Linked DNA regions of Mus musculus: all the other regions are linked to region 6. A link is a contact called in public Hi-C, HiChIP or PLAC-seq, Micro-C and promoter capture Hi-C data. All regions are on one chromosome and are shown on one strand. The core of a region is the stretch at or near the end of the contact, and the rest is flanking DNA. Distances in the headings are between cores, read along the strand shown.

Region 1 (3,551 bases), core at 682-3,181, 620 kb after region 6:
GCTACCACCTGCCTGCCATTTTCAGACTGATCTCTGTTCCAGCATCCCACAGGGGACAGAGGTGAACTTCCCACAAACACCCCCAGTGACCCCCTGATTCTATGCATTCCAAACCTAAACACTGTGAGGCAGGCTCTAGTCACCAATAACCTGGAAGACAACCCCTTAGGTCTCCTTAAACAGGAGACAGCAGAAACAAAAGTTGTGGAGAATCACTCAGAAAGGGGAGATTATCAAAGACAGAGTGTTCAAGGGTGTCCACAGAGGAACAAAGGAGGCCAGACTCTTAAAAAAAATATCAAATCTCAGTTCAAATGTCTCCTTTGTTCACTTTTTGATCTTTCTTCATAGGTTCAAGGCCTGAATCAAATTGTATGACTTTCCTGAGCCCCAGACACTTTGAATTCAGTTTGTGCTGGCAGCACTTGACCCAGCATCCAGTGGAAGCCCTTGGCAAGGGTTTTGAAAGCTTAGCACAGCATCATGGGAACTGCATGGACACAGTGAGAAGGAGGTGTCTCTTTTAGAGTAACTAGCTAAGTCTTTATATAGGAGGTGCATTTCGGAGACAGAAAAAAGAGCTGTGTGCGTCCCAGAACATAAGAGAATTGCCTGTTAAGCAATGCCATGTGGGAAGACTGAGCGCAGGGCATATAAAAGTGGGGGAAGAAAATCACTGAAAGTAGTGGGGGTGTTAGAGTAGAGGAGCCAAAGGAAGAGCAGGCTGGTAAATGCAGGGGCCAGCTCGCAGGTGGGGGCTGGGTGCTCAGATGCCATCAAGAAAAACCCGACTCCAGGCAGCACAGCCAGCCTTGCTTCGGAGGATGGCACCGCAGTTGGAAGCAAGAGTGGCAGGTGTAAGGATGTGGCAAGCTCATATATCCAATTCCTAATCTTTTCAGTCCTAGGTACCACAGAGCTCCCAAAAGAAGGTGTAAGGTGAGGCTTCAACAACCAGAGGTTTAAACTGACCTACTCAATGAAGTGCGGGAAGTTAACAAGGCAAGGATCTGGCCCTGGAGCATCCGATTATTTCCCACTAAGTGGTGCTATGGGTTTGGCTTCTCACCCGGTGCCAGTTCCCACTGCTGGGTAGGGACTCTGGGGTCGGAGTGGGTGAAGGGGGCGGTGTCTGGATGCTACTGGAAGGCAGATCTTGACCATCACCTGGATGAGCCTTTCATAGTGTCTACCCATCCGGTTTTGTCCAGGCCTGGGTGGGGAAAACACAATGGCAAGCCATGCCTCCTTCCCTTTCAGCGCCCCCTCCCTTGCTGAAATGGGTGTGGTTGCTTGGTGCTCCTTTCCTAGAAGGAGGTCTGCCACAGTAGGCGCTCAGCAAACGTTAGTTGAATTTGCATGATCCCTGCTCAATTCCACTTCATTCTATAGGGATACTGAGTGAGACTACAGAAAGTTCCAGGGAGAGCTCAGCTAGAAGGAAATAGAAGAGTCTTGAGGTCCCAGTGGCCTGAGCAGAAGGCTCCCTAGCGCCATCTGGGTGCAGGCTCAACTCCAAGGTCCATGTCTGCATGGTTTGCAACTGACCTTCCTGCGGAGAAGCCCGCCCTGGGCACAGCAGCTCGGCTCTGGGGACGTCGTGCTCCCGCCACCCCGGGGCAGCACTCGGCGCCCACTGCGCACGTAGGTCACCTGCCTCCTTCTGGCTCCGCGTGGGGAGCCGGGCGCCGACAGTAGGTGTGTCCGGGGTGGCCCTGGGGAATCGCCGCGGCCCGGGGGTCCCGAGCCCGCGTGGCGCAACTCCATGCAAAGCCGTAGGCCCAGAAGCAGCGCGGCACCGAGCAGCCACCGGGGCAGGGCTCCACAACCACGCCCGGGAGGCTTGACAGTGGCCATGGCGGGGACCTCGACCTCCGGCTGTGCTCTGGGTCCCACCCTCAGCTCCCAGCCGCCTGCAGAGAAGCGTTCCCAACGGACCGGGCTGACAACTGTGGCAACTCCCCAGCGGCCCGCCTTCTTCCCTGCGACCGGGGAGGCCCCGGCGTAACCTTATCCTGCCCAGCCGCAGCAGGAAGAGCGAGGGGCGGTGGGCTAGGCGTGCACCCAGGCTGCCATAACAGGGCTGGGTGTCCTTAGGTGTGACCAGCCTGTAAAGTCTGGCTAGTGGGGAGAGCCAGAGTCAGAATAGAGCACGTTCCTCCGGGGCGCCTGAGCTTTGACTTCATTTGTTGGTGTTAGTATTAGACACAAGGAAAGAGGAGAGGTGAGCCGCCAGGTTTGGCCCCAAAGAAAAAGTTGTCAAGCAGTTTTTGCCACTAAGCATGATATAAAAATAATCATACTTATGCTCAGGTTTACAACTTCTCTCCCTCAAGGGGAGAGAGAGAGAGAGAGAGAGAGAGAGAGAGAGAGAGAGAGAGAGAGAGAGAGAGAGAGAGAGAGAATAGCACTCCGTACAGAGGAGAGAATAGCACTCCGTGCAGAAGAATCAAATTAGTTATTCAGTTTCTAAATTCTGCCCGAAGCCAGCCCATGCTTTCTCCCTCGGTGTTATGAAATGTGTGGGGGTGAAGGGAAGGGAGACAGCCAGCGAAGACATCTGACAGCGGGAAAGAGGGAACAGAAGTTACCATGGAGTGCTGGAAATCAAATTAATTTAGCTCCAAACACACACCTCCCTGCTGCCTGGCAGAAATGCAGAGGGACATATTTATCTCTGGGCAAAACGCTCCCTAGCCGGGATTGCCATTGTCACCTTGACCTTAATTAAAGAAATCTAGATGCTCATAGTTTGGACTCACAAATGGGGTTGGTATCCCACTTTTGTTAGGATTCTTTCCCTCCACCTGTTTAGGGTGACATTGATTTCTAGATTTACATTCAGGTTCTTTGGGATTCTTTTGTTTTTTTTAAACCATGGCCAGATACCCACCCCCAACACACACATGCACGCACACACACATACACACACGCACACATACACACACACACACACACACACAAGCATACATACATGCACATTACACACACACACAAGCACACATACACATCACACACACATACACACACATATGGATATATTTTCCATGCTTCTATGTAGGTTGTCTCTCTCCCTAGCCTGCGACACGGACAACAGAGATCTAGAATGAAGTCTGGCCACCTCCTCATTTGAATGTTGGGATTTTCCATAGGGAGCTCTGCTCTCTGAGATTCCCATTCCTTTTTGGCAGAATTATTCTTTGTCAGAGAGCATTAAACCTGTTTCCCCACAGTCACAGAACTTATCAGCCTAATCCAGTGCATTCCCTGGCCATCACCGGTCCTCAGGGGCTTGGAGGTTTTATTATGCTTGAAAGTATACACACGTGATGGGAATAGACAGACAGACAGACAGACAGATATCTACTTGCCCACCTCCAGGGAAATTGCAGCTAAAAGTCTTTATTAAGATTATAAACTTTCATTCACACAAGCTGAGAGAGACAGCCTCAAATCCTGCAGTTATTTACTTGAACTGTGTTTGATTCACGACCCTCTCATTGAGTGATATGAGACACTAAACAAAATATGTATCTTTTCTGAGCTTCTGT
Region 2 (3,906 bases), core at 62-2,561, 950 kb after region 6:
GTTCTCAATAAACACTACCAAAGCTCACAGCCATTTGACAGAGGCTAAGAACTTGAAGAAATCAAGATTTCTTCCTGAAGAAAAGAGAAATGGACCAGGTTTGGTGGCATACGCCTTTAATGATAGTACCTGATTAGCAGAGGCAGGCGAATCTCTCCGTTCCAGGCCAAGCAGGGCGCACAGATACCCTATCTTAAAGGGGGTTGGGGGGAATTAGATAGCCAAGATATATCTTATACCTAAGATAGCCAAGAGGCAGGAAAGATAAGCAACCAGAGAACACTTAAATCTTGTAATATACAATTTATCTCTCTCCAGGGTCCACCTTCAGAGTGCTGAATTCAGAATATTAAAATGTGGGAATCGGGAGCAGGATCGGGAAGTCCCCAGGTAAACATCAGAGATGAAGTCTGGGTTGGCAAGGAAGTCAGACCCAAGGGGCCAGCCAGGACCCCAAGCGCTGCGCCACCAGACAGGAGGCGCCCCCGCGAGCTTTCAAACCGCCGCCCCGGGAAGGCGCTGCGCCGATTGGAAGTTCCACCACTACCGTCACCAGCACAGGGCCAAACCGGTAACTCTTCAGCCAAGCCCTCCGGAGGGTCCCCGGGGACCAGACCCCTAAACTCCACCTCCAGGCGCGGTCTCCACCCGCCGCCCGCTGTTAATCACGCAGCCGCGACTCCAGGCGGGACCGACGCCCCCGACGGGGCTGCGCCGTACGACTTCGAGGGGCGCGACCGGCCAGCGGGGGGCGGCAGCACCAGTGCCTCCGAGTTAGCCCCGGGACGTCGCTCTGCGACCCACGCCGCCTCGTCCCGGGAGCTCCGACCCACCCAGCCCTCCGGGGCTCCGCAGCGGAGGGGACGGGACGAGCCCACTCCCCGCTCGCGCTCTTACCCATCTTTCCGCCTCGCCTTGTAGACATGCCCGTAGGTGCCGCGTCCCACTTTGCACCCTTCGTACTCAAACAGATCCTCCACCCGCTCCCGCTCCGCCGCCAGCTTCGCCTTGAAATCATAATCCATTGTCTGCTTCCCCCATAGAGAAACCGGGACGCGGGGGCCGCCGCCACTCAGTCCCTCCTCCACCGCCGCCGCTCCACTTCTCCAACAGCCGTCGCTCGGGCGCGCGCGCGCCGCCCGCCGCTCCGCGGTCCGCCTTCAGCAAGGGACTCCTCGGCGGCCGCGGCAGCCACCTCCTCCGCCTCCTCCTCCTCCGCGGCGGCGGCGGCGGCTCCCGCAGGCATCTACAGTCCCGCCTCCTCCCTTCATTTCCTTGTTTTGGAACCTGGTGGGCCGCGCCGCGGCTTTCTCGAACTCATTAAGGAACCAAGCGTCCCGCCCCAAGGTCGCGAGCCATTCTGGGAAATGTAGTTCAAGAGGGCTCGTGAGTTGTGCTACCTCCTCGGGAGCGGGGAATACAGTTCCCAGAGTTCCTGGGGCCTTTTGGGCCACGCCTCCACAAGGCATGTACGCCTGCGCTCTGCCGCCGCCCCACCCCCTCAGCGCGCGACTGCTGTTCCTGTAAACTGTAGCGCAAAGTTGCAGCGGGATTTTTGCGAGCCCGTGGGAGCTGGCGGGAAGGACACCTTTGCTGAGCTAGGAAGTAGATACCCGGCCCTGACTGTCATTAGGCTAGAAAAGCGGGAAGCACCTCACGAGAGCCTTGCTCTAGAGCTCATTCCGGCGCATCCGGAGCTTAGGACTGGGGTTTAGACAGTTGTACTACACATTGTTTGTTTTCTTGGGCAATTGATCCTCTGGTTGCCCCGCCCCTTGCCTCGGCTTATTGGCAGAGACTGAAGAGTGACGTCCGCTTTGGTGCCTGGTTATCTCCGGCTTTGGCTGTTTTCCCGCTCTTGATTGGTAATTGGATGTGCTCGGTTCTTCCTGATAGGTTAATCTTCTTTCTTTACGATGCAAAAACCGTATTTCAAAACCTGAAGATTCAGCGGTTTCCCAGCTCTTGCTAGGGGAACCGTGTAACTTCTACGGCCCACAGCCAATCATCTTTTTCTTGGCGCTCTAGTCGGTTTTATCCTAACATATGCGGGTGCGGTAGCCTAGCTTTAGCCATCTGTCTGAGAACAATTAAAGCGCTTGGAAGATTGCAAAAATGCAGCGTTTTAAAAACAATCGTTTTTGCTGGGTAGTAAAGCGTGTTTTACAGTAATGGCGAGGCTCACCTAGGGGTTTAAGGTATTTATCTTGCTCATGACGTTGATTCGTTATGGTGTCTGAGGCTCAGAACCCATCACCTCAAAGTAGTACTGTAAGAACTTAGAAAGTGCCTTACTAAAAATGTGACCCACTGCATATTGATGGCTTTTAAACCGAAAAGAAATTGAGATCCATTCGACACGCGCGTTTCAGCTCTCTTCCACTACCTAAAATAAAAGGCAGCATTTTATAACAAGATTAAATTTAAAAGGGAAATTTGATAAGGTGTCTGTGTCAAAAAGGCAGCTAAGCTATCCATAGACAACATTATTGCTGGGGAGACCATCTAAACAAAGAATCGACTTGTTATTTCCTCTTTATTTCCTTCCCTCTCCTTCATTTATCTCCAATACCTACTAAAACTTCCAATTCTTGTTCCTCTCTGTATGTCATGAGCTTCAATCATCAGGCCTTTCGATTTCATTGTGTAGGACTCCCGTGCGTACATCTATAATATGAACTGTAAGGCACAAGGCACAGTGATAAAATCGGCAGGATGACTGTTAGGCTAGGTGGGTAGCCGTCATGAAGAAAGCACCATGAGCTTAAATGTAAAGAACGAACAGGGCCTTGAGGAAGTGAGAGAACAGAGACCATAAAGCTGCAGGCAGGACAGCCTGCGCCCCGGTCACAAAATGATACATTAGGAGAAAGCAACCAGTTTGAGTCCTGCAAGATTAAGCTAGAAAGAAGGAATGGATAAGACAAGCAAATAAGGAGGTGTCAAACTGTGAGTCATGCTCGTTGGTTTTATGTTTCACTGTTCTGTAAGTAGTAAGTTCTTCACGAGCTGGAGAGATGGCTCAGTGGTTAAAAGCACCAGCTGAAGGTCCTGAGTTCAAATCCCAGCAACCACATGGTGGCTCACAACCATCCGTAATGAGATCTGACGCCCTCTTCTGTTGAGTCTGAAGACAGCTACAGTGTACTTAGATACAACAATAAGTAAATCTTTAGGCCAAACTAAGTAGGGCTGGAGCAAGCAGGGTCAGCCGGAGGGAGCAGAGGTCCTGAATTCAAATTCCCGGCAAGCATATGATGGCTACAGTGTGCTCATATACATTAAATAAGTAAATCATCAGTACAGCTACAATGTGCTCATATACATTAAATAAATAAAACTTTTTTTTTTTTTAAGTTTGTTAGTCTGTTTCAGGATCACACTAACCCATCAAACTCAGGCTCCTCCTGCCTAAGACTCACAAGCTCTGCAGTTACAAGTAGGTGCCACTACACTGCTTATCAAACACATTTGAGCTAAGAAGAAATGTAATCAGTCTGTGTATTTAAAAAAAAAAAAATCCTTCTGCCTGGGAGGCAGAGGCAGTTGGATTTCTGAGTTCAAGGCCAGCCTGGTCTACAGAGTGAGTTCCAGGACAGCCAGGGCTACACAAAGAAACCCTGTCTCGAGAAAGAAAAAAAAAAAAAAAAAAAAAACTCCTCTGACAATATAGTTCAGTTCACAGTAGGGGGAAGTACCAATGAAGGAGCTACTGCTTTAACACCGGTAAAAAAAAACAAAAAACACAACCCATGGAATAGCAGTGTTCATTATGAGGGAGAGGCAAGTGTTGGGAATTGTTTAGAACTCAAATTCAACAAAACTTGGTGGTTAAATTAAGTGTAGAGTCCATGGAAAGGGGATGTTCCAACATGGCTTCAATGGTTAGAACTTCACCAATGAGAT
Region 3 (3,960 bases), core at 616-3,115, 970 kb before region 6:
AGAGCACGCAAAGGAGGCAGCGTTTCTCGGTCTGCGCCCTTGGTCTCTGCAGCTGCTTGGGCAGCGCGAGAATCTCGCCGTCCAGATGCGTGGTCCGGACTTCTGGGCTATGCGGGAAGCGGGTTACGGGCCAGCCTGGCTTCCTTGCAAACAGCGCCCGGGGAGGCCGCGGCAGCGCGGGCCTCGCCGCGTCCCTCCGCCGACGCGGGCGGCCCCACGCGCCAGCCGTTCAGCCAGCCCCACATTCCATCTCAAAAATAACACACACGTGTGCTGGTAAACAAGCGCGCCAGCCGCCGGGGCTGCGCGTCCCGGGCGAGCCCGTGCAACGCGCCCCCTCCTCCCGCACGTGCCGCCGGGCTCCGCCCACGGGCTTTGCGCAACCAGGCTCCGCCCCTCCCGTCTCGCCAGGGCCCTGGGGTCCTAGAGCCCGCCGTGCTAGCAAGCTGGCCTCGCCGAGGTTCTCAAAGTTTCTCGCCCTGATAGAGCGTGCGGCTCAGATCCGCTCCCTACCTCCTTTCCCTCCTCCCTGCACAGTCCTCCTCTAGTCCTCCCGCTGTCTGCGCGGCGAAGGCTGCCACTCAGCGCGCCTTCGCTCTCCCTCCCCTCTGTCCTTGCAATTTTACTCGATTGTTTATTATTTGCTGGGGGCGGGGGCGAAGAGGAGCGAGAGGCGTCTGGAGCCCAGAGACTGGCGGCGGCGGCCAGTCAGCGCTCGGCGTGGCTTGACGAGGAAGCCGCGCAGCGAATGGCGATGCGGCGCAGGGCTCCGGGGTCACGCGCGTGTAGAGACAATGACATCATCTGTTTGTACGCGTCGAACTAGCTTGGTGCAGGGGCGGGGGCCTCACGTCACTTGAGTGACGGATCACGCGTAAAGCCTGGAGGCCGGAGTTCCGGGGTGGGCGGCCTCTGCAGGCTCTTTTAGGCTGGCTCTTTTGGGGTATTGGGTTGTTGCGGAGCCCAGACTTTAGCTGCAGAGACCGAGAGGGTTTTGTTTGGAAAGATACGTATGAACCAGAATGCATGGTAGACTTTTGGTATGCATGTCGCGTGTGGCGCAGAAAAGCACACAGTACGGCCGGGAGGCACGGATCGTGGGATAAGGGATTGTGAAGGTGCGATCTGAAGTCTATAGACTTAGAAAAGTCAAGCACGTAATCAGCTGCTTTAGCATAAGAAAACTGTTGCCCGCTTCCAGTTAGCTATCTTCTGCTCCTGCGTTCAGGACTGGGGCGCACTGCACTTTTCTTCCTGAGTTGCACTTTTCCCACTTAGCCTTAAAATCCGTGAAAAGCGAAGCACGACTGTCGCCGGGTGTCCCAGGTGAGGGTCCAGTGACACACCTTTCGGCGCGATCTTCGCCGGCCAGTGTTTCCACGCCCAGGTAACCCTTGTCACCTGCGGCTGCCGGCTTAACCCGGGTGTTCCCTGGTGTCAGGTTCTAATAAGGAACCCGATACTGGGGCGGGCTCCGACCCCACGCACCCACGGGCAGGCCACGGGCCCACGAGCCAAACGCAGGGCCCAAGGCTGAGAGCGCGGGGCGGCGCGCAGTGGTGTGTTGTCTGACCTGGCCTCCCGTCCCGGGCCAGCGTGGCCGCTGAGGTCCCCAGGAGAGCGCGGGACCCCAACCGGGAGGGCTGCGGAGCCGGCCGAGTCCCGACCCGCGCGCGCCCGCCCCCATTCCCGCAGCCCCGCGCAGGCGCGAGGGCGCACACACGCGCACTCCCACACGCACGCACAGCAGCCCTCCCGGCCCCCGCCCCAGCCCTCCCCCTGGGCGGGGACCCGCCCCGCCGTCATCCTAGGTTGAGGCTCCCTGTGAGTGGCTATAACTTTGTGCTGCTGCCGCGGCCGCCCTGCTCGTGGAAGGGAGGAGGAGGAATGTGGAAGGCGGCGGCGCAGCACAGGCTGACAGGCGGTTCCTCCGGCGGGCTGCGGCGGCGGCCCGAGAGTCCCCTCGTCGCGGTGCCCTGGGCTCGCGCGGAATCGTACGCCCTCCCGCCTCGTTCCTGAAGGGAAGGAGCCGAGGTAGGCGCCGGAGCTTTGCAACGGGGCGGCCGCCTTTCCAGTGACTCCGGATCTGTTTCCGAGCTGGGCCAGGCGCTTCCCTTTCCCTCCCCGTGACTCGGTGTGCTCCCCCCCTTCTCTCCCGCTAGTGTCTTTAAAGGACTTGAGGGAAGGGGGAACTGTCAAGATGGCAGCAGCGGGAGCAAGGAGGTGATGAACGGTGCTGGTCCGGGTTTTCATGCAGTCCGAGAGATTTGGCGCTTCCCGACCTGTTGGAAGATTTATGTTCCCACTTGCTTCCTCCTTCCCGTTTCTGACCTGGAAGGGGGCGGAGGGCCCCACGTCCCCAAGAAAATACATCTCAGATCTTCTTAGTCCTGCGGGGTCGGCCCTCTCTCTCTCTCTCTCTTGTTGGAAGTGATCTTGGCAGGTCTGCACCCAGACCCCCACGCTCTCCCTGCTGGTCCGCGGGCGGAGAGGAAAAGACGGGAGTTGCCCGCGCCAGCCCTAGGGGGCCTCTCGCCTGGGAGGGGTGGGGGGGATCGCAGGGCTGGGGAGCGGGAGAAGAGCCCAGGACTCTGCTGACTTGCCCTGCGCCTCCGCGGGAGGCACTTGAGCGAGCCAGAGCCAAACATAAACAAACGCACGCACGCACGCTCGCCCTCCGACCACTGCGGAGCTGTTGGGGTCCGGAGGCCGCCCACACTTAATGGCGCGGCCACCCCTCCCCCGGGACGCCCCTCCCCCCTCCGCCCCGCCATCTAGTCCGGGAGAGACCTGCGGTTCTGGCGACGGCAGCGGGGGAGGGGGCTGCCCCGCGCGGGGCCGTCGATTCGCTCGCGTCTCCCGGGCGGCCAGGCCAGGGGGCGGCGTCTGCTGCGCCAGGTTCGCGGGACGCACGTCCCCAGGTCTATCCGTTCTAGGTGGCGGCCGCGGGCGAGGAGTCTCCGCGGACTAGGCTCCAACACAGGATAACCAACTCTCTCTTCGCGCTTCCCTAGGTAGCTGGAGCTCGAACCTTCGCGGTGCCCCGTTCCTCCCCCGCCGCACCCAGCCTGGGCTCGAGAGGAGAGAGCAAGAGCCCAAGCCGCGGGCGGCGGGCAGGCGGCGAAGATGGCAGAGGCACCAGCCTCCCCGGTCCCGCTCTCTCCGCTCGAAGTGGAGCTGGACCCAGAGTTCGAGCCACAGAGTCGGCCACGCTCCTGTACGTGGCCCCTGCAGAGGCCGGAGCTGCAGGCGAGCCCGGCCAAGCCCTCGGGGGAGACGGCCGCAGACTCCATGATCCCCGAGGAGGACGACGATGAAGACGACGAGGACGGCGGCGGCCGAGCCAGCTCGGCCATGGTGATCGGTGGCGGCGTGAGCAGCACGCTGGGTTCCGGGCTGCTCCTCGAGGATTCGGCCATGCTGCTGGCTCCAGGAGGGCAGGACCTCGGGTCGGGGCCAGCGTCCGCCGCAGGCGCTCTGAGTGGGGGCACGCCGACGCAGCTGCAGCCTCAGCAGCCACTGCCACAGCCGCAGCCGGGGGCGGCTGGGGGCTCTGGGCAACCAAGGAAATGCTCCTCGCGGCGGAATGCCTGGGGGAACCTGTCCTATGCCGACCTGATCACCCGCGCCATCGAGAGCTCCCCGGACAAACGGCTCACTTTGTCCCAGATCTACGAGTGGATGGTGCGCTGTGTGCCCTACTTCAAGGATAAGGGCGACAGCAACAGCTCTGCGGGCTGGAAGGTGCGTGCCTATCAGGGGCTGGTGGTCGGACCTGCCAGGCCTTCGCAGCGCCAAGCGCGTATCGAAGCGGTCGGTTTGCGGCCGTCCAGAGAGGGCTGGCAGAGGAGCTTCGCTGTGAGCCTTTGGGGTGGGGGATTCTTTTCACTCCTATAGGAGGGAAGCCTGGGGATGGCCTCAAAGTGGGAAGGGAGGGTCCTGGGCAAGTTTTGGGCATGC
Region 4 (3,608 bases), core at 177-2,676, 540 kb after region 6:
ATGTTCATAGTCACACCACCCATGACAGACAGGCGCTAGACACAAATCAAGTGGCTATTGACAGACGAATTGATAAGCTAAATGCATTATACATATAGTGAAATCTCTTTTCAGCTTTAACAAGGAAGGAAGGCTAGGTGCAGTGGCGTACAACTTTAATCCCAGCACTGGGAAGGCAGAGGCAGGCGGAGCCCTGTGAACTCAAGGCCAGCCTGGTCTACACAGAGTTCCAGGACAGCCAGGGCTACATAGAAAGACACTTGTCTCAAAAAATAACAAATAAATAAATAAATAAATAAATAAATAAATAAATACATAAATAAATAAGGAAGAACTTTCTGATACATGTGGTGGTTTCAGTGGTGGAACCCTGGAAGTGTGTGTGGTGAGAAACGAACGCCCCACAGGCCTGGGCACTTGAATACTTGCCCCCAGTTGGTGGCACTGTTTGGAGAGGAAGCACATCCCTTGAGGTGGGCATCATGAGTTCATGGCTTTGCTCTTCTCCTGGATTGCTCTCTTTGCTTCGAGCCTGCTGTTGATGATGTGAGCTTTCAGCTCTCTGCTCCCACTGCCGTGCCTGCCGCTTGCCTCCTTGCTTCCCCACATGGCAGACTAGAACACCTCTGGAACCATTCTCGAAAATAAATTGCTTCTTACACAGTCACTTTTAGTCATGGTATTTTATCACAGCGAGAGAAGAGTAACTTCTTCTCTTACACAGCATGCCAAGTGAAATACTGCCACATACAAATAAGGACAAACACTCCGTGGGACTCCACTTGTGTGAGACAGCAAGAGGATGCCACTGGGACGTAGGGGGTGGGGACTAGGGCAGCTACTGCTTAATGGGTATTGGCTTTCTGGAGACCATCACTGGACTTAACGCTAACACACACTGCTGAGCCACTTAAGATTGATGAGCTAGCAATTCTTATTCTATATTCACCTGAACACAATTGAAAATAACAAGGCCAAATGAGTTGCATGTGTCTATTATTCCTGCATACTAGAGGCACTGGTAATAAGACTGCTGTGAGTTTGGGCCAGCCCTACCCTGCTAATAGGCCAGCAAGGCTAGAATGTGGTACCCTGTCTCAAAAACCCAAAATAATAGTAGGAAATAAGAAAATAAATATTAAATAATGACCTATTTATTAGTACCTATTATTTAAATGAATTGTACATATAAATACACAATTCTCTTCTTTCTCTCACATCATAACATAATTTAACCCATCCTTTGGCTTAGATGATATTAAAATGGAGAAAAGTCCATATGCAGACACCTCTGCTCTTCCCAGAGTCTCTATTCACCTGACAGTGTATACTGAGGTTTACACTGGAGAGCACCATTGAGGAAGCAGGGAAAGTCGCATGCCCACAGGTTAGTAATCAGCCGCCCTCTGGAGCTCAGCGCTGCGAGGCTGTAGTGTGCCATAAACAGCAGGCAGGGGGAATAATCTCCATTTTCTGGCTCCGCAATGCAGGCATGTGCTATAAAACTAAATTGACATCTGTTAGCAGGCTTGTCACATGGGCATTTTTTCCTGCAGAATCTGGAATAAATTAAATCTTAAAATAAAACTTGGAACAGGGAGGCTGCTTTGCATAATTCCTCCTAATGGTGTGCTGTGTACCCATCACACTGATTTTAAAGGGAAGTGCTAGGGAGAAAAAGTTTCATTATCGTTTTAATTGCAACACTGTTGAATATCACTCCATGCTGGGAAAGCTGTGGGGTTTTTAAGGGTCTTCATGTTCTTAACTAAATAGTAGCAAATGAAACTTCCTTTCTTGGTATTTTCCCTGGATGGAAAAGAAAGCAGATTTAATGTCTAAGTCGACTCTGTCCATCGCTTCTCAGACACCTGAAACTTAACTCATGGCTGCTCTGCTCCGGCTCAGCTCCAGAGACAAAATGGCCCTCACAGATGTGACCTGGAAGACTTTGCTCGGGGGGCCTGGGACAGGCTCAGTGCTGAATTTGCTCACCAACTAAGCCTCTATTCTCAGCACTCTCTTAAATGTTGAGAGAACCGTCTCCACAAAGCTGTCCTCTGACCTCCTCCCTGCAAATATACACTCACGCGCATGTGCGCACACAGCAATAACAAAGAAATAAGCAACAAATAAATAAAATATAAAACCCCATTGCTTACTCAGGGGTACATGCTCTCAGAGGATTTGCAAGTCCTATGCCTTCTACTATCAAAGGCTTTGTGCTTTTATTAGACACGCACAAAGCCAGCGTGGGGCTGCAGGACTCTCCAAAGGGCACCATACAAAGATTAATCAAGGACGCGTCTAGAGAACCTTTCCAGGTTCATTTGGTTCTCGTTCTGGAAACTCAAAATGGCAAGGTTCTGAGACAAATCCGCCCACTCCTGGTGCATGCAAACAACAAAAACAAAGAAAAAGCACCCAGAGGCTGGGTCCCACCACGCGGGAAATCGCCTTCATTTTAAGAGGACTGGTCTCCTTCCCATTCCAAGGGCCACAGCAGTCCTTACTCTCCGTAAAGTATAATCACTTCTGTGCCTCTCGAATACCTCTGCTTCCTTTTTCTCCCCAGTATGAGTTCGTTTGCCTGCATCACATTCTCCAGTGGTGGTGGATCTTTTAGGCTACATGACCGATCACATTATATATCTTATAACAGGGAAACTGAGCAGACTCGGAGACTAGTGAGAAAGCAGGGGGGACGCTGCAGAAGTGGGCAGTCAGGATCTTCTTGCTACAGGGCCTTACTCACAGCAGGAAGTGGGAGGTTTCAAATGAAAGCCTATGTCATTCAAGCCCTCACTAGCCTCAGAGGCTCCTGCAAAGACAGTAAGCTCCGATGCTGTGACAAAAGACCTGACATGATCAAATTAAAAGGAAAAAAAATAGGCATTCTGGCTCATAGTTCAAAGGTCTCAGCTTATGGTCAAATTGACTTAACCTGTGCTAGCTGGAGAAAAGAGGGAGGGTTCCAAGAACCTCTTCAAGGAGATATTTTCAGGGACCTAACTTCCTCCCCTTCTGGAGGGTTGGTCCTGACTTGCCATTTCAATCAAGTGCTTCTTGCAGTTGGGATTCATTGATTACCGTGTACCTCGCTACCATATTGGTTTATTTCCTACTGTTTGCCATTGTCCCCATCCAGGTGGCAGCAGAGCCCCAGGCCCAGAACGCTATTCCTACAAGCTTGTCACTCAGACCCTCTGCCCCTGGAATACAGTGAGGAGAACACAACCATGCCACCCACGACTTAATCCAGATGTGCTTAGTTCTCTCCTGGGCAACTTTTCTAGTCTTTTGTAGGTCTGTGCTATGAGTTAAATACAGGGTGTTTTGAAAACGATATTGCAAGATATTGTGCCCTACAGGAAAAAATTCACTGTTACAGATGAGTGAACAAAACTGGAAAAAGGAAAAAAAAAACAACACTCCTCATTTCTTAAGTGTGGAATCGCAAAGTTCTGGACTCCTGTTTCTAGATGCCTTATCCTCGGGGTCCTCTGCAGATGGATGGAAGTGGAAAGACGTTTCTGCTTTTCCAATTGCAATTCAGAGCCTTGAATGACTCATTACTGTTAAATCACCACTGGCTGATTTCACAGAAA
Region 5 (4,051 bases), core at 1,522-4,021, 780 kb after region 6:
GGAGGAATGCTGGTAGAGCCTCTCATCCAGGACCCCTCGTGCACATTAGGGACTAAGTCCACCCAGTCTTATAGCAGCTAGCTCTGCATCACTTCAGCAAAAAGGGGAGAACTCAAGGAAGAATGTGGGCATCTATTCCAGGTTGTAAAACAATGTCTTCCATCTGCCTACAACTTACTTCTTTAGTTTGAGTATTCTCCTCCCACCCCTCCCCCTCTCTCTCATTGATATTCTTGGGATAGACAGTGACACGTAGCTTCCTGGGTCATGGTTCATGAGGAGATGAGCTCACCTGTCCATCCAAAATCATGTCTCCCCTGCTGGCCTAGCGTGGCTCAGCTCTCAGTGTCCGTTAGTTAAATGAGTGGATCTCTCAGTAAAGTCTCGGAACCCAATCCATAGTTTACTGAAGCCGTGGCCCCACCTACTTTCAACTCTTTTAAAGAAAAGGGTATGTTGTTTTTTGTTTCATGTGTGTGTACCACCTGTACACAGGTGTCCACAGAAGCCAGAAGAGGGCTTTAGAGTCCCAAGAGCTGCAGTTATAAGCAGTTGTAAGCCACCAGACACGTTACAAAAAAAATAAAAGAAAGAAAGAAAAAGAAAAAGATGGGCCTGGAAGGATAGCTCACCAGTTAGGAGGTTCAGTTCCCACCACTCGTGTGGCTCACAACCCCTGTAATTCCAGTTTCAGGAATTCAATGCCTGCTTCTGCATTATGCCTGTGTACCACTTGTGTGCTTTGCCCAAAGAGGCCAGAAGAGGGCATCAGAAGCCCTGGGACTGGAGTTACAGTTAAAAGCCACCTTAAACGATTCTGGGAATTGGACTCAAATTCTCTTGAAGAGCAGCCTGCGCTATCTCTCCGCCCCACAATTTTTATTTAAAGGTTGTTTTTAACTTATGAATCGATGAGAGCCACAAAGTGGATGCTGGTAACAGAACTTGGGTTCCCAGGGAAGAGCAACGAGTTGTTGAGCATCTCTCCAGCCCCAAATTGTCCCAAATCTTGCTGATTAGTGTGTTCATTCCCCGTTTGTTTCAAATTTTCTTCTGTTACAAATGAAATGTTTAGACAGCTAAGAGTTCTACATCTTGATTCAAAGGAAGTCAGGAGAAGACTGGCAAAGTCCACCCCCACAGTGACACACTTCCTCCAACAAGGCCATACGTTTCCAACAAGGACTCATCTCCTAATAGTGTCGCTCCTTGTGGGTCAAGCATTCAAACACATGAGTTTGTGGGAGCCACACCTGTTCAAACCAGTGCGCACAGCAATAGAAACCTAAACTAAGATAGTGTTCCAGTGTACTCCAGCTTAGTTTTTGAGATGGGGCTCCTCACGAACCTGGTGGAGCTTAAACCATTTTGGCCAGAATAACTGGAAGACTGTGGGGCTGTGGGTGTGGGGGGAAGAGGGGAGTGGGAGAGAGCCCGTGTCCCATCAGAGTTCCGGTGCTCTGGGTGGGCAGATGAGGGAGGACTGCCGCACGCTTTCCACGCAGCCCTGGGTGAGTGTCTAGCTGTGTGAAGCCATGGACCCCAGCTCTGTGGGTGGTGGACAAGGGGCAGTCCTAGGCACCAGGTTCCCAGCTTCGGGTATCCCATACACCAATGGAAACCTCAGAAGAGCTGAGAACAGAATAAGGACCCCGGGACAGCCCTGAGCCCCAGGGCCGAAGTGAGCAGAGGGCAAGGGGAGAAGGCGCTTGATGGTTCCCACATGGGCTGGAGTGCAGGAAGACTGTCCAGCGGGAGTTTAGACATGGCTCATTAGGAGAAAGCCTATCCGATCGTTCAAGCACGGCAGGCCTTGATGAGCAGAGACAAGTCTATGGTTTTAGAGCTTTATTGTAGAAGGCAGGGGGAAGGAGAAAAGGTAGAAAGAGAGAGGCTGGCCATGGACACATGCGGGGGGGGGGGGTGGCGGGGGGGGGAGAGAAAGAGGGCTAGAGAAGAGAGTAAGAAAGGTGAAAGCTTAAAGAGAGCAAGGAGGGACCAAGCAGCCCCTCTTATAGTGGGCTGGGCTATCACTGTGTAACTGTGGGGAGGAGCATACCTGGCTATAGTCAGGTAACTGTTGGGGTGGAGTCTAGCCAGAATGCCAGAAGCTTGGGGCATTGTCTGTGTGATTGGTAGTCACAGAATTTTATGGAGTTGGAGGCTCTGTGGTTTCAGGCACCAAATTCTGGGAACATGGCTTGCTTTTCCATCCCTTGTAGAGTTTCCTACTGGGTTGCTGAAGCAAGCCCCATTCAACCAAAATAGACTGCCTATCACAGTCCCACAGCAGACAAGTCCACAGAATCCACCTGTCTCTGCCTCTGTCAATGCCAGGGGCTGCAGTTACAGACCCACATAGCTACACCCAGCTTTTACATGAGTAGTGGGCATTAGAACTCCTGTCCTTGTGCTTGAAGATCAAGTACCTTACCACCCCCTGCCCCAGCCCTTGAGCCCTACCCTTTTAATTATTGTTTTTATCAGCCATTTAAAAAATACATTACCAACTTAAAATTTTCCTATTGGGTCTGTGCTGCTGGCTGGTAAAACAGAACTGCATAAGAGCAGGGTGCATACGCATATACTGTAACTTTTATTTTAACAAAAAGTGTCCCAAACAGTTGTAAAATGATCCACACTATCACCTTTTTTCTTTACAGAAATACAAAATGTGGGAGACCTCGTTTTTTCTAGCCACTTTATTAACTCTGAAAGAATGTGCTGGTCGCCTGCTCACGTGTGCCTTCAGTCCTCTCTGCAAGGGCAACTGTGTGTCAGCAGCACTTCCTGTGTTCATAGCAACCTTCTGCACAAAGCTGCCCCAGGGCAATACCATGTCCGATGTCCCGCTTTTCTTCTGCAGCCTGGAAGCCCCCACCGGAAGTGGGTTCTGAACTCATAGAAACCACACCCACATACAGAAGGTACTCAGAAAATGTTGCTGAGGGGGCAGGGTCCTTGTCCCTCAACATTCCTCGATTTTCCCTGCCACTCAGGACAAGGCAGTCCTGTGTCCTGCGACTGCACTGCAGATAGACTTCTGTAGCCTTCAGAAGAATCTAGAACTCAGCTGTCCTGGGAAGAAGATGGTAGCAATATTTGTACTCGCTGTACTAGCAGTGTTGTGGACTACCTTCCCCGGCATCACTTTCTAAAGAGTAACTGGAAAGTCTACCTGAAATTACCTGAAGTTGTAACATTCAGACTGAAGTGTGCAGCCAAACCTTACATTTTTTTTAGAGAGACCAGAACTCCCTGGGAAGACCATGGCACACTTACAGAGAGGCGCTGTTACCCACAAAGAATGATGGCTCACCTCTCACCTAGTCTAAACAGGATCTTCCTCTGACCTCTCAGAGTGTGGTGTGTGTCCCAGGAAATTGCCAGTCCTGGGGACAAGTGACTCAGGACTGAGGAAGCTAAAGGTGGGAAGTCACTGATGGCTTTCAGCTAGGGACCACAGGGCAAAAGAAAGCTGTGATAGATCTGCACCAAGAGTAGTCCGGAACTTTTGGGGGCCGGATTGGAGTGACTGGACAGGACTACATAGAGATTCACTGTTTCAAAAGAGAAGGAGGAAGAGGAGGAGGAAGAGAGAATCTTGCCTCCCATCCTCACATTGTCTGTAAAGATTAACTAGAAAGCAGCCAGTGACTTAAACACAAGAGTCAGATTTTATAAGTCTGTAACTTTTAAAAATGTATAATTATTGGTGTGTGTGACGGGAGGGTGTGTCAAAGGACAATTGGGCAGAATCCGTTCTCTCCTTGGGTCCTGGGGATGGAACTCAGGTCACCAGGGAAATCGCCTCTACTGAGCCATCTCAGCAGTCCCAAATCTAAAAAATTTAAAGATAACTGCTCTGCCTGTTAATTTCTGAGCGATAATGTTATAATCAGTGCCTTGTGCCTTGACACAGCCCACATTTATTATCTCCCGATTCCCATGGGCCAGGCTCCTCTGCTTGGAGTCTCAATGGCTGCCATCAAGCTCCTAGACATGTGATCTCTTGATGCCACAAAGCCAGATTCTCCAGCTAGATGGGCAC
Region 6 (3,606 bases), core at 406-2,905:
TTCCAAGAGCCCCTCCCTGCCCAGCTTCTGTTCCTGGGATCACCCTTATAGAAACAACTTGGCACATTTGTTTGTTATCAGTTTGGCTCCTGGGTGATGTAAACTAAGAAAATTCTCAAAGGGAAGTGCTCCATTGTAGTATAAAATAATAATGGAAAACAATATTTGAAAATCAGAACTATTTATTTTTAAAAAGTGACTTTCCTAAACCAAAATGCTCTGCAGATGTTTAGCTTGCATTGGGAAGAGCTGGTTTCCATTGTGAAATGGAAAAGTTAAAAGATGCAGTTCAAGATGGAGATAAGTGGATCTCTGGGGCTTGCTGGCTTAGCCTCTGGCTTACACGCACACGCACGTACCCCCCCACCCCCCCACCAGCATAAAATGCCATAACTGAGACTCCTGCCCTCTTTCTTTCTAGTTTCTCAATAAAAAAGATATATCAAACTGAAACAAAACCAATAATAGATAATAGATAATCATACTCTAAAAACCTTGTAACGTCCTGCCTTGAATCTACAGCAAACTTTAATATCCTCTTCAGCTATTTGTTTGTATTTTAATAATTACCTTTTTCTTTTCAGTATGAGAGCCCTCTAGCGGTGAATTCTGGAATATAGCGAGGGGTCCCTGTGAAACCTAGCACTTCCTGCCTGTGCTACTTTAGCGGCCACTGTTACCCTTTGGGGCAGGCAAGTCTTTAGTCCGCATTTGTGAGATAAATACCTTAGCTAAAAGGAGAACTGGTTTTGAAAAGTCGATTTATGAAGAGATCGTGGTTTAACTTTGCAAGAAAAGCAACTGGTGTGGGGTCCCCGCCGGAAGTGTACTTTCCTGCAACTGATGGCAAAATGCACCCAGAATGTGGACAATTCCCTGCCTCTGCTTACCTGTGGACCGGGGACGCGACAGCAGCTATCTTCTGAGGCTCTACTGAGGCTCTAGGTAGCTGTTAGGCGGTTGCCTTGGAAACCTGTGGGCGGCGTGCAGAGCCTCTTGGAGGGCGGGGCCTCGGGAGGTGGAGCTGTAATTCAAAGTGAATTCTTAAGCCTGTGTTTAAATGTAGTCATAATTATAAAACACCTTTCCCAAAGTGTAGAGGTGACCAACAGAGCGAGTGCATATATTACCTACTTATGCCCAGACAGCAAACGCGAAAACCTTATCTTAACTAGAACTGACTCTTAACAGCAGCGCGCTCGCCCTACACAGCACGGTCCCTTTTAGAATTCAGACCGTTAGCCTCACACATAAAATGTGCAAATACCAAAGGCGCCACATTTATGTAATTAAGAAAGATTTGTGGGCCATACAGCCACAATATTAACTTTATTGACTTTCGTGGAGATAAAATAGGCGACAAAACAGGGGAAAATCACAGGCATCCAGGAGACAGGTTTCGGGAAAATAAAGAGTATATAGGAAGAAACAGACCAATTACAACACGGAGAAACCGCTCCAAAAGGAGAACCCAATCATCTGATTTCTTTTCTTTAAAGGTCAACATAAGTCAGGTTCTTTTTCTTTCTTTCTTTTTTTTTTTTTTGCCTGCCCTTAAGAAAGATGGCACCCTTAGCGTCCGCCCTCAGCAACCCCGTGATCCTGTAGCCCCGCCCCTCCGGTTTGGGCTGGGCTGGTTGGGAGGCGGGGCTGAGGGAATCCGGAAGCAGCCGGCGAGCCCGCTGCTGAACGTTTGGTGTTCTGACACTGTTTTTGTCAGCTGTGTCTGGTGTGCTGGAGGTCTGCGGGGTCTCCTCGCTCTGTCTCCAGGGGGAACCCCGCCGCTGTCACGACCTGGGCCGCGGCCTGGTGCCCTGTGGCGGGGCCGCCATTGGCTGGAGCCATGCCCACGGCCGCTGCCCCCATCATCAGCTCGGTCCAGAAGCTGGTGCTGTATGAGACCAGAGCTGTGAGTACCCACAACGACGGGACGGGGCGGGAGGACTGCGCTGCGGGGATCGGGGCACCCTGTGGGGTCGTCGGGAAGAGGCAGCACCCCGTACTCCCTCCTCTCCTCCCAGCGCCGCTGCAGGCTCGGCCGCCAGGGCCATGCAGTCAAGCACTGGATGGTTTGCAGGTCTGTCTTGCTTAGGAACATGTGGCTGGCTGGAAGAAGTGCGTGCAGACAGGTGCTGTGGCACACAGGAACTGCACACAGCTTCTGAAAGAGTTCCTCTTTTCTGCTTTCCCATAATCTTGAAGTTCTTGAGTCCACTCCTTACAGTAAAGTCAGGGGGTATGAAAAAAAATGTGAACTTGGCCCAGGTAGCTTCTATTTTGCGATTTCATGGTATACTATCACCGTGATTGGTCTTAATCACATGCACTGTTTTGCTGGGATTCGAGGTTCTGTGACCCGGACGCATCTGTTAATAGTTCTCTGGCTTGCAGAGCGGTGCTAATAGAACTTATTTTTTTCTCATTTCTGTGCTTGGGAAACAAAGTTGCTATAGTGTGGTTTATCTGAATCTGGCCTTCACTATGATATTAGGGTGTGAGTATCTCGTTTGGTATATTCAGTGAACTGTGGCTAGTCTTCAATAGGAGAGTAAATAAACTGTCACATGGGAATTTTAGCCCACCGGTAAGCTGAGCATTCTGAGGCCCTGGCTGAGATGCTATTCTTTATAAAACAGAATTTCTTTTCCCACAAGTCTTCAGTGGCACCCATGAAAACTCGGTTGCTGAGGACGACAAACCCTGTTAGAAATTTTATTTAATTTAATTTATTTGTGTGTGTGTGTAGTGCATGTACATGTGTGTGGGTATGTGTGCCCACGTGGAGGAGTTTGGAGGCCAGGGGTTGACCCTAGATGTCTCTCATTAAATCTGGAGCTTCCCATATTGCTAGACTGGCTGGCCAATGAGTGTCCCTCGCCCAGGCTCTACCTGTCTATACGCCGCACCCCCAACCCTGGGGTCAGAGATGTGTTATTGTGTGGGGCTTTCAGTGGGCCCTGGGAATCTTTACCCACTAAACCAAGTTTCCACACCAGTGTTTTATTTTGATGAAATTTAACTTAACTATATGTGTGTGTGTGTGTGAGAGAGAGAGAGAGGGAGAGAGTATAGGATAGTATCAAAATCATAATCTTCCTGTCTTGACCTCCCCAGTGCTAGATTTATAAACATGGGCAAGATTTTCTGACCCTTATTTTCAGTGTGTGTGTGTGTGTGTGTGCTTACTGCTTTTCATGTTCTTTGCTTGTTCCCAGGCCATGATGATATTTTGCTTTGTCTCACTGAAAAGATTCACAGTTTTAGCCTTTATGTTATCATGTTTTATATTAAATTCATTTATAATATAGTTAGGGCTACTATTGCTGTGATGAAACAAATATGACTAAAGAAACTTGGAGCCGGGCGTGGTGGCGCACGCCTTTAATCCCAGCACTCCGGAGGCAGAGGCAGGCGGATTTCTGAGTTCAAGGCCAGCCTGGTCTACAAAGTGAGCTCCAGGACAGCCAGGGCTATACAGAGAAACCCTGTCTCGAAAAACCAAAAAAAAAAAAAAAAAAAAAGAAACTTGGGAAAGAATTTATTCAGCTTATACACCCACATCATTGCCCATTACTGAAGGAAGTCAGGACAGGAACCCAAACAGGG

Evidence for each region. Promoter capture Hi-C pulls out the DNA fragments that hold promoters and counts their contacts. Hi-C and Micro-C count contacts between places; a contact is called where the count stands out from the background. HiChIP or PLAC-seq counts read pairs in DNA pulled down with a chosen protein or histone mark.
Region 1: a contact with region 6 is called in an H3K27ac HiChIP or PLAC-seq map of embryonic stem cells, with 5 times the contacts expected there. The contact joins the promoter of Mettl24 here to the promoter of Fig4 in region 6. A contact is called at or near these places in 2 of 39 promoter capture datasets (cranial neural crest and embryonic stem cells), 6 of 115 datasets of contacts at active chromatin or transcription factors (bone marrow-derived macrophages, embryonic hindbrain, embryonic limb bud and 2 more) and 1 of 9 other capture datasets (embryonic stem cells).
Region 2: a contact with region 6 is called in a promoter capture Hi-C map of embryonic stem cells, with 2.2 times the contacts expected there. The contact joins the promoter of Cdk19 here to the promoter of Fig4 in region 6. A contact is called at or near these places in 3 of 39 promoter capture datasets (embryonic stem cells, hippocampal neurons and liver), 3 of 484 Hi-C or Micro-C datasets (muscle stem cells, nephron progenitors and uterus), 4 of 115 datasets of contacts at active chromatin or transcription factors (astrocytes, embryonic forebrain and embryonic stem cells) and 1 of 9 other capture datasets (liver).
Region 3: a Micro-C map of embryonic stem cells shows a contact between it and region 6, with 8 times the contacts expected there. The contact joins the promoter of Foxo3 here to the promoter of Fig4 in region 6. A contact is called at or near these places in 1 of 39 promoter capture datasets (hippocampal neurons), 6 of 484 Hi-C or Micro-C datasets (CD4 T cells, the G1E-ER4 cell line, cardiomyocytes and 2 more), 7 of 115 datasets of contacts at active chromatin or transcription factors (the SCID.adh cell line, astrocytes, embryonic midbrain and 4 more) and 3 of 9 other capture datasets (adipose tissue, embryonic stem cells and liver).
Region 4: a Hi-C map of the N1E-115 cell line shows a contact between it and region 6, with 4 times the contacts expected there. The contact joins the enhancer-like site here to the promoter of Fig4 in region 6. A contact is called at or near these places in 1 of 484 Hi-C or Micro-C datasets (the N1E-115 cell line), 6 of 115 datasets of contacts at active chromatin or transcription factors (the SCID.adh cell line, astrocytes, embryonic forebrain and 2 more) and 1 of 9 other capture datasets (embryonic stem cells).
Region 5: an H3K4me3 HiChIP or PLAC-seq map of pro-B cells shows a contact between it and region 6, with 4 times the contacts expected there. The contact joins the enhancer-like site here to the promoter of Fig4 in region 6. A contact is called at or near these places in 1 of 39 promoter capture datasets (hippocampal neurons), 3 of 484 Hi-C or Micro-C datasets (CD4 T cells, adipose-derived mesenchymal stem cells and embryonic fibroblasts), 6 of 115 datasets of contacts at active chromatin or transcription factors (T-cell acute lymphoblastic leukemia, astrocytes, differentiating embryonic stem cells and 3 more) and 1 of 9 other capture datasets (adipose tissue).

Annotation. Positions count from the first base shown.
Region 1 is chr10:40,681,662-40,685,212 of GRCm38.p6, reverse strand. Mettl24 (methyltransferase like 24) reads right to left here and starts at 1,931. Exons shown (of 5, transcript NM_177793.3): 1 at 1,549-1,931. The coding sequence starts at 1,857. It also overlaps a transcript of Ddo not described here.
Region 2 is chr10:40,346,713-40,350,618 of GRCm38.p6, reverse strand. It overlaps Cdk19 (cyclin-dependent kinase 19), which reads right to left and starts at 1,311. Exons shown (of 13, transcript NM_001168304.1): 1 at 898-1,311. The coding sequence starts at 1,025.
Region 3 is chr10:42,274,600-42,278,559 of GRCm38.p6, reverse strand. It overlaps Foxo3 (forkhead box O3), which reads left to right and starts at 1,865. Exons shown (of 4, transcript NM_001376967.1): 1 at 1,865-2,034; 2 at 3,015-3,744. The coding sequence starts at 3,127. It overlaps Gm38485 (a long non-coding RNA gene), which reads left to right and starts at 3,751. Exons shown (of 2, transcript XR_380269.1): 1 at 3,751-3,960.
Region 4 is chr10:40,760,724-40,764,331 of GRCm38.p6, reverse strand. The region is part of intron 4 of Mettl24 (methyltransferase like 24); the gene reads right to left. Among named protein-coding and RNA genes, the nearest start is that of Mettl24, 79 kb to the right of the region's middle. Within about 2 kb of position 1,426, at least 17 of the 459 cell types and tissues checked have an H3K27ac peak or open chromatin away from gene starts, as enhancers often do. A contact at or near this core is called in the N1E-115 cell line, where this site is marked.
Region 5 is chr10:40,526,546-40,530,596 of GRCm38.p6, reverse strand. No RefSeq gene overlaps it. Among named protein-coding and RNA genes, the nearest start is that of Slc22a16, 42 kb to the left of the region's middle. Within about 2 kb of position 2,771, at least 118 of the 459 cell types and tissues checked have an H3K27ac peak or open chromatin away from gene starts, as enhancers often do. A contact at or near this core is called in T-cell acute lymphoblastic leukemia, hippocampal neurons and pro-B cells, where this site is marked.
Region 6 is chr10:41,301,290-41,304,895 of GRCm38.p6, reverse strand. Fig4 (FIG4 phosphoinositide 5-phosphatase) reads left to right here and starts at 1,655. Exons shown (of 23, transcript NM_133999.1): 1 at 1,655-1,909. The coding sequence starts at 1,844. Ak9 (adenylate kinase 9) reads right to left here and starts at 962. Exons shown (of 40, transcript NM_001370813.1): 1 at 891-962.